Linked DNA regions of Mus musculus: region 2 is linked to region 1. Evidence: chromatin contacts called from public Hi-C data. All regions are on one chromosome and are shown on one strand. The core of a region is the stretch at or near the end of the contact, and the rest is flanking DNA. Distances in the headings are between cores, read along the strand shown. Region 1 has its middle 28 kb from the start of Cln8. Region 2 holds the start of Arhgef10 (Rho guanine nucleotide exchange factor (GEF) 10).

Region 1 (4,877 bases), core at 2,074-4,573:
TCCTAAATCAGATAGGGGACTAATATCCAATATATAAAAAGAACTCAAGAAGGTGGACTCCAGAAAATCAAATAACCCCATTAAAAATGGGGCTCAGAGCTAAACAAAGAATTCTCACCTGAGGAATACCAAATGGCTGAGAAGCACCTGAAAAAATGTTCAACATCCTTAATCATCAGGGAAATGCAAATCAAAACAATCCTGAGATTCCACCTCACACCAGTCAGAATGTCTAAGATCAAAAATTCAGGTGACAGCAGATGCTGGCGAGGATGTGGAGAAAGAGGAACACTCCTCCATTATTGGTAGGATTGCAAGCTCGTACAACCACTCTGGAAATCAGTCTGAGGGTTCCTCAGAAAATTGAACATAGTACTACGGAAGGATCCCGCAATACCTCTCCTGGGCATATATCCAGAAGATGTTCCAACTGGTAAGAAAGACACATGCTCCACTCCACTATGTTCATAGCAGCCTTATTTATAATAGCCAGAATCTGGAAAGAACCCAGATGCCCCTCAACAGAGGAATGGATACAGAAAATGTGGTATATTTACACAATGGAGTACTACTCAGCTATTAAAAAGAATGAATTTATGAAATTCCTAGCCAAATGGATGGACCTGGAAGGCATCAACCTGAGTGAGGTAACCAAATAACAAAAGAATTCACATGATATGTAGTCACTGATAAGTGGATATTAGCCCAGAAATGTAGAATACCCAAGATACAAGATACAATTTGCAAAACACAGGAAACTCAAGAAGAACGAAGACCAAAGTGTGGACACTTTGTGCCTTCTTAGAATTGGGAACAAAACACCCATGGAAGGAGTTACAGAGACAAAGTTTGGAGCTGAGATGAAAGGATGGATCATCTAGAGACTGCCACACTCAGGGATCTATCCCATAGTCAGTCTCCAAACGCTGATACCATTGCATACACCAGCAAGATTTTGCTGAAAGGACCCTGATATAGCTGTCTCCTGTGAGGCAATGCGGGGGCCTAGCAAACACAGAAGTGGATGCTCACAGTAAGCTATTGGATGAATCACAGGGCCCCCAATGGAGGAGCTAGAGAAAGCACCTAAGGAGATAAAGGGGTCTGCAATCCTATAGGTGGAACAACAAAATGAACTAACCAGTACCCCCGGAGTTCGTGTCTCAAGCTGCACATGTAGCAGAAGATGGCCTAGTCGGCCATCATTGGGAAGAGAGACCCCTTGGTCTTGCAAACTTTATATGCCTCTGTTCAGGGGAATGCCAGGACCAAGAAGTGGGAGTGGGTGGGTAGGGGAGTGGGGGACTTTTGGGATAGCATTTGAAATGTAAATGAAGAAAACACCTAATTTATAAAATACATCTGTTCTGAAAAAAAAGATTTTATTTATTTTAAATATATCTGAGTACACTGTAGTTGTCTTCAGACACACCAGACAAGGGCATTGGATCCCATTACAGATAGTTGTTAGCCACCATGTGTTTGCTGGGATTTGAACTCAGAACCTCTGGAAGAACAGTCAGTGCTCTTAACTGCTGAGCCCTCTCTCCAGCCCCATATAACTGATTCTTATTAACGTCCTACCTTAAGACCAAACACAAATGTGTAGTAAGTGGGAAACCACAGTTTTACACACTTTTCCACTGTACATAAGACAGCTTTGTCTCTCTACTACATCCTCTGCCTCTACATCTCCGTTTTTTGTTCTCCTTTCTTTCCCCGGTGTGTAGAATGGTGCAGATGGTTGGCTCAAGCTAATGGACTCAATGAAATGGCTAATGATGCAAAATGAGATCAAAATCTTCACTCAGAGAGCAGGGGAGCCTATGTGGGGACTCCAGGAGGTGCACAGTACCATGTGTGTACCCCAAACATGCATCCCTGCCAGGGTAACTTGTCCCTGTGCAACAGCAGAAGCAGAGAGCCTGTCCTTCATCAGTGCCCATTGGTGAGAATTTTCCATGTACAAAATAGCAGGGAAGAGGTCGAGATGTATTAGTTTATGTGTGTGTTTTGTTCCTCAAGCAGGTTTGTATGATGAAGTCCAAAAGTCAATGTTGGTGACATGCCTTGATTACCCCTTGATTAGACATGACACTGCTTCTCAACCTGTGGGCTTTGACCCCCACAGGGGTCACATATCAGATACTCTGTCTGTCAGATATTTATATCATGATTCATAGCAGTCACAGAATTACAGTTATGAAATAGGAATGAAATAATTTTATGGCTGGGTGCGGTGGTTTGAGCATGATTGGCCCGTGGAGTGGCACTATTAGGAGGTGTGACCGTGTTGGAGGCAGTGTGTCTCTTTTTGGGTAGGCAATGAGACCCTTCTCCTAACCACATGGGAGCCACTCTTCCCTTTTCCACCTTCAGATGAAGAGGTAAAACTCTTAGCTCCCTTTCCAGGACCAGTCTGCCTGGATGCTGCCATGCTCCTGCCTTGATGATAATGGACTGAACCTGTAAGCCAGCCCCAATTAAATGTTGCCCCTTATAAGAGTTGCCTTGGCCAGGGTGTCTCTTCTCAACAGTGGAAACCCTGACTAAGACACTGGGGCTCCCCACAACATGAAAAATTGTATTAAAGGATTGCAGCATTAGGAAGGCTGAAAACCACTGAGACAGAGTCTCTCACTGAATCCAGAGCTCACTGACTAAGTAGGTTGGCAGGCTGGCAAGCTCTGGAGATGTGTCTCTGTCCCTTGTCATCTAGCTTTGGAGTTACCGGCATGCATACACCACCACACTGAACTTTTACACGGGTGTGGGGGGACCTGAACTCAGGTCCTTCTAGATGGATGGGAGCCACTTTACTGACTAAGCCCTTCCTGGTCAAGCTGCTGTTTTGAGATATGATCTCATGTAGCCTAGGTTGACCTTGAACTTCATTATTGCCTTGAACTTCATTATTGCCAAGGGCAACCTTGACCTTCAGCCTCCACTTCCCAAGTGCTGGAACTATAGGCTTTCCTCACAATACTCAGATTACTGCTTAGTAAGAGTTAAAATGAAAAGATTTCAGCCATTCCTTACTCTATGTCTCATACTTATTTTCTTATTATTCTGTTGTGAAACAGACTTTCTATGCCAATGCTTGCCACTTCCGACAAGTTACCAGAGATAATAAATATTTCATACTCGGCAGGCAGCTATGACCGGCAGCTTATATAAAAACCAATCATATTTAGAAACACAGTGTTTTTTTTTTTTAAATTCCTGCTTATTCAAGATCTTTGAACAAAACCCCAAATAAAGATAAAATCGGCTGATGTAATTAAATTATTGCAGTTCCTGTTTCTGATTGTAGCAGAAGCCCAGGCAGAAGGAAATCTGTGGCTTGGGATGTTGGCACAGTGCCCTCTTGTGAGAAGTCCTTGGTGTAGCAGAGGGTTTGTTTTTGTTTTTGTTTTGTTTGTGTGGGTATGTGTTGTTGTTTTTTTTTTAAACTTGTACCTGAAGTTAGTGGTTCTCAACCTTCCTAATACTGCGTGCGACCCTTTTATACAGTTCCCCATGTTGTGACCCCCAACCATAAAATAATTTTCTTTTCTACTTCATAAGTGTAATTTTACTCCTGAGTGGTGTCTCCATTCCTAAGAGCATCAGAAATATGTGTTTCCCCCGTGGTTGTTACCCATAGGTTGAGAACTGCTGTAAGTTCATTATTCAGGGCTCAAAATTATCCTTAGACATCTGATAAAATGTTTGACTTCAGAAATAAACCTGTGGCCTGGGGCAGTGGCACAAACCTTTAATCCCAGCACTCAGAGGCAGAGGCAGGCAGATTTCTGAGTTCAAGGCCAGCCTGGTCTACAGAGTGAATTCCAGGACAGCCAGGGCTACACAGAGAAACCCTGTCTTGCACCCTGCCCCTCCCAATAAAAAAGGAAGAAAGAAACTTGTTTCTGAGTTGCTGGCCACTCATAAATCTTCCTTACACAGATGTCTTGGTGTTAGTTTCTTAATTCCAATGAAGAGTTCCTGCGTTATTTCTTCATGATTCTATTTCTTCACGTGGGAAAGCCCAGCCCAGCACCTAAGAATGAGCTGGGGGAAGAATGAACCTCAAATCCAGTTTCCTGCCTCATCTCTGAGAGCTTCCATGGATCATGCTGTAGACAGAACTGAACTAAGGATATTAACACAAGCAGTTGCTAGTGCGGCTCATGGATATAAAGCCTTTAGAAAATTCTGGAGTGTCCAGAATATCTCATGCAATTACATCTTCAGAAATATATTTATTAATTCCAGGAAAAAAACAAGTACCAAAAAAAAAGAAAAAAGAAAAACAAACAAAAAACCAAAAAACCCCCAAAACAACTGAAACCAAATTAAAAAACCCACCTTTCAGATACAGATTAAATAACTTACTGCACTGAAGCTTTTGAAAACAATTATATTTACTGGAAGCACAGGAGTCATTGAAAGCCTGGCCTAGAGTTCCTTCTTCCTCAGGAAAGAGGGAGCAGTCCCAAGATGCATCTGAAGCTGTGAGCAGCAGCCCATGCCTGCAACCCTATCATTCTGATGAGGCAGGAGGATGTCAGCCTCAGACCAGCCTGGCTCTAAGGTGAGACACTATGCAACTACAAAAGGACTAGACATTGGGTTCTAGATGTTAACAAGGGAGTCTGAATTGGTCATGGTAGTCCTTCCTGTAATCTCACCACTTGGGAGGCTGAGGCAACACCAGATGGGCTTTCCTAGCTGTGGCAAGTGTGTACTACCAGCCTGCTCTACCAAGGACTGCTTTCTAGGCTGTGCTTGCTTGTACTGAGGTAACGCCGACAAGGCCACACCCACTCTGGGATAAAGAGTAGGTGTCCTTCATGGTAATAGTGGGCAGCCAAGGCCTAGTGTCCCTTGGCTGG
Region 2 (4,571 bases), core at 905-3,404, 52 kb before region 1:
ACATGTTTGGTACTGATGCCAGTGAAATGACAAAAAGCTCTTGGGGCCAGAAAGGAGTGGTAAACATTTAAAGAGAGACTTAAGTACAAACTTGAACAATCTTTTCTAATAAAAGTTATTCTTGGTAAAATAGGTATTTGAAGAGGAATCAGAAGGAAGAGCTGCGCAATTTGGTTCGTTAGCGTCATCGTACAGACCAGTTTTTAACGAAGGGAGTTTCAGGTCCTGAAGGACGAGATAAAAGTCGGTATTATATATATGTACACATATATGTGCATATATGTGTACATATATATATATAATTTTTGTAATATTTATTATTAGTTATGTTTCTATTGCCGTGATAAAGCACCATGACCAAGGCAGTTTATTTGGGCATCTGGTTGCTGAGGGATAAAAGTGCATTACTGCGGGGTGGGCGGAGCATGCTGGGATGGGCGGAGCATACAGGGATGGGCGGAGCATGGCACCGGGCACAGTGGCTACAGTAGAACACTGAGAACATACACCTGGAGCCACCAGCAGACATGCATGAATCGAAGAGGACATAATCTGAATACTGCACAACTCTGAAACGTCAAAGATCATACATCCTCCTTCAGGGCCGTACCTCCTAAACCTACCCAAACAGCACTCCAACTAGGAACCGAGAATTCAGGCATCGGAGCCTGTGGAGGGGGGCGGCATCCTCATTCAAGCCACAACACCTTTACCTATGTATTAATTCAGCATTTACTGGGGATCAAACCCAGCCTGCTGCATGCCACACCCCAGTCCTGCCTTCTTGTTTATATGAAAAAATCTCATTATTGGAGCCCAGGCTGGCCAGACTCAAGATCCTTCTAACTCAGACCTTCGAGTGCCAAAATAGATTTTTTAATAGTAACCAAGGCTGTGGGCGTAGCTCAGCAACAGAGCATTTGCCTGGCAAGATGCTCGGCAGTAGTAAGGAGCACCTGCTGAGTATGTGCGAGGGAGGACCTAGAATCAAGAAAGAGTCACCTGACAATGAAATGCTGTCCCTTGCCCAGATTCTAAACACAGCTACACAGCTTACTGTGTGGTCCAGCCAAAGAAAAGAAGGAAAGATTGCTGCCATTTGAGTCCAGAAGAACCTCTTCCTCCAGCAAAGGCTGTAACTGAGATGCATCCTACGTTAGAGTTCACACCAAGCATGTCTATTGCCCTCTGGGAAATCAAAACATGGTGTCCCACAGTGTCCAGGGTGCCCAACCACCTGCTTTTATTTACTGCACACCAGATCAGGATCTACCCTAATTATTGAGCAATGGTGGGTAGCAAAAAAACCTTACCCCAGCAACAACTTCACCCTAAAGGGGATCCTAAGGATCTTAATTCAAACATCCCAAGATGACTTCTCTCATGCAATTTCAGCGACCTTTCACCCTTTCACCCCACATCTCCAGGTCAGAGGCTGCAGGTCCCTACTGCACATACCCTTGAGCCTTACCCTCAGGCTATGGGACACAGTGATGCTGGGGACTGTCTCCTGTCTTGGCCGAAGATTCACTCAAGTTGGGCGGCTGCTCAATGCTCTGTGTCTAGGGACACCCATCGAAGTTGGGGGACTTTTTGCTGCCTTGTGTCTGGGGATAACCATTGAAAGGGAAGGCTGCATGCCGCTGAATCTATGCCTGAGAACACCTAGGGCATAGGTTGAGGGGCTGCTTCTGTCTGTGCCTAGGGGCCACCTGCAAATTTGTGGGTGCTTCTTGCTTCCCCCATGTCCATAGACACTCACTAAAGCGGGGGGTCGGGTAGGGGTTGCTGGGCCTAGAGAAGGAAACACCGGCCAGATTTGGGGGCAACTGAAACTGAAGTTGGGAGCTCCTTGCCGTCCTGTGCCAGAGACAGCGCTGAACTGGTGTTGGGGGGTGGTTACTCGCTGCCGTCTGTCACTGTGCGCAGTCCCGCAAACCCAGGGTGGGGTTTAGCTACTTCGGGGACCTGGGTAGAAGTGCAACTTTTAAAGCAAAGAAGCAACCCGTGCAAGCGGCCTGGGACGGGACTTGGGGTCGCCGTGCTCACTCACCGAGGGACCGGGCGCCATCCGCCGTCTGCGTCCGCCAGTTGTCCCGCGCCCCCCGCGCGCCCCGCGCGCCCCGCCCGCGATGCGCTCCCACCCCGCCCGCCAGGGAAGCCCCTCCCACCTCACCATGATTGGCCGGAACCGGCCGTGCTTCGTGCTCATTGGCCAGCGTTCCTGCCCGTTCCTCGGCCGCGCCCGACCCTCGCGCCAGCGCATTCCTGCGAGGCCACGTGGCCATCAGCCCCCCTCCCCTCCCCGCCCCGCCCCCAGCCTAACGCCCCGCGCCGTGAGTAGGAGGGATGCTGCCTACCTTGCGCCCCCGGGGACAGAGGGGGCACAGAAAGGACACCAGCTTGTAGTGCCCCAGAGTGGACGCTTCTCCCCTCAGACTCCTGGTCACTGGGAAATGGCGCGGGGCCAGATTGTGTCTCCCGATCATCCGCCCTCTGTTAGACACTGGGAGCTGCGCTGTCGCTGGCAGGGAACACAAGACAGACACTCCACCCATCGTGACCCCAGAGTCTGCTTGCTCTCTGCAGATCCTGGTCAGGGCTCCTGTGGGAAGGGGGCACTGAACAACACTTCACTCCATCTCTGGCCCTTCTCCCCCTGACCACCTCTCCCATCTTGGGTCCCACGGGCAGTGGGGCACAGAACGGATACCACACCCAGCATCCACTGTTCCTTACAGACCTACAAAGTAGGGGATGCCAGGAGAACAACCCATCCGACCTAGAGCCACCCTGCCAGCCTAGGCGGTCCTGGCTGGTCAGGGTCAGGGGCTCCTCGTCCCGCCAAGTACAGGAAATAGAAATGCCGACCAACCGTGACCTCAGCTCAATACCTTTCCAGGCGCTATTACAGCTTGCCTGTCACCGGGAGGCTCTTGTTTGCTGAACCGGAGTTCCAGCTTTCCATAGCTCTCTAAATGCAGGAAGCGATGCTGGAGAGAGCTTAGCTAGCCTTTCTGCTCATGGCTGAGCCTGGAAAGGGAGGCGCTGTGAAGACCAAGAATGTGGGCCTTGGTGATATTAAAGGCCTGCAGGTGTCTGCATAGAAAAGTGCTGGGATATTCTGGAAGAGCCCTTCTGGGCAGTTGAATGTGCTTAGCACGAACCTTTGTTTTGTGCATGTAGAGGGAAGCAAATCATTAAATTATTAAAGGAAAGCAACACCCATCAAAGTGCTAACTGGTACACGGCTAGGGCACATAGCAAACATGTTCCCATACTGGACTGTCACATCTCCCACCAACATGGTTCATAGAAGTTGCGGAAACCCCGGGGTTCTTAAGTCTCTAAGTCCACTCAGTTACAGAATGAGTTCAGAGAGAGGTTTGTTCCACAGTAAGTGTCTATAGAGCTGGTATGCTCTGTAGCTAGACATTTCTCAAACAGACTATGACTAGGTAGGTCAGATTATAGCCTAGGTACGGTGACACCTCATAGCTGTTTGGAAGTAGCATTCACTAAAGTTACAGGAGTGGACTGTGTTGAACTCTCAGACCTGTCTGAAATGACAAGACATTCCTGTTGTCTCTGTGGAAGACCTTTGGGTAAAGTACCCAAAGAACTCCCAGACTAGAGTCGTGAAGGACATTTTCTAAGGAGCGTTGTGAGAGGAAATAGGTCTGTACTACAGTGTTCTCCGCTGGAGTAGAGAGCACACAGCATCCTCTCTCCCCCCAAGGCTGTAGACGAGAGAAGGATTACATTAGGAAGCCTCGGGATGAAGCTAGTCAGAAAGGAGTTGGACCGGCTCAAGTCCTGACCAATCTATTATAGTATCACACATTACCACGTCTGTAAGTCCACAGGCAGGAATCTGAGACTTTCTGTTTTAGGTCTTCTTTGACCCATGGGATACTAAGAACAGTTAGTTAGGCTTCATTATCAAACACTGAGGGATTTTCTTTTAATTAGTATGTAAATGCACCCATAAATACATAAATATATGTGCTTACATATGTAAAGCTTAATTCCACTGTATGATTTTAACCTTTAAGCCTCATGACGACACTGCATGCCTGGTACTGTGAGCATCGCAGATGACCTGTGAGCACTGAGCTGCGTGTATAACAGAGTCAAACCCACACTCTGCATTTGCCGACGTAATGTTCTGTGGCTGTCAGTTGGGTCACGCCCATGGCCATTTGTTGATGTGTCAGATGCTGAGAATGGTGTATTACAGATGTCAACTCTCTCCACCCATTCGGCATTGCCCTAAGCATGTAAACAGCGTTACCAAGTAAACCAGCTGGTGTAAGGATGGGGGTTACAGAAAATACGCATATTAAAAATTTAGTATTGGAATCAAATGAAATAACTTTAAAGTTTCTAGAAGAAAACGTGGGAGAATATCCTACTGATCTCCTGAAAGGAAACAAAACACACGAAACTCTCAAAACAAAACAAAAACCCACTAAATGGCCTTAATCAAGACTTAAAATTCCCACTCACCTCAGGGCATGGTTAAAGTGAAAGGACAAGCCACACTTTGGGTAGATATTGTTACCACACTG

What was found. Hi-C and Micro-C count contacts between places; a contact is called where the count stands out from the background.
Region 2: a contact with region 1 is called in a Hi-C map of bone marrow-derived macrophages, with 4 times the contacts expected there. The contact joins the promoter of Arhgef10 here to the enhancer-like site in region 1. A contact is called at or near these places in 4 of 39 promoter capture datasets (the 3T3-L1 cell line, embryonic stem cells, liver and 1 more), 14 of 484 Hi-C or Micro-C datasets (8-cell embryo, the G1E-ER4 cell line, the N1E-115 cell line and 9 more), 3 of 115 datasets of contacts at active chromatin or transcription factors (bone marrow-derived dendritic cells, bone marrow-derived macrophages and embryonic stem cells) and 1 of 9 other capture datasets (adipose tissue).

The regions. Positions count from the first base shown.
Region 1 is chr8:14,858,062-14,862,938 of GRCm38.p6, reverse strand. No RefSeq gene overlaps it. Among named protein-coding and RNA genes, the nearest start is that of Cln8, 28 kb to the left of the region's middle. Within about 2 kb of position 3,323, at least 15 of the 459 cell types and tissues checked have an H3K27ac peak or open chromatin away from gene starts, as enhancers often do. A contact at or near this core is called in adipose tissue and bone marrow-derived macrophages, where this site is marked.
Region 2 is chr8:14,909,246-14,913,816 of GRCm38.p6, reverse strand. It overlaps Arhgef10 (Rho guanine nucleotide exchange factor (GEF) 10), which reads right to left and starts at 2,154. Exons shown (of 29, transcript NM_172751.3): 1 at 2,054-2,154.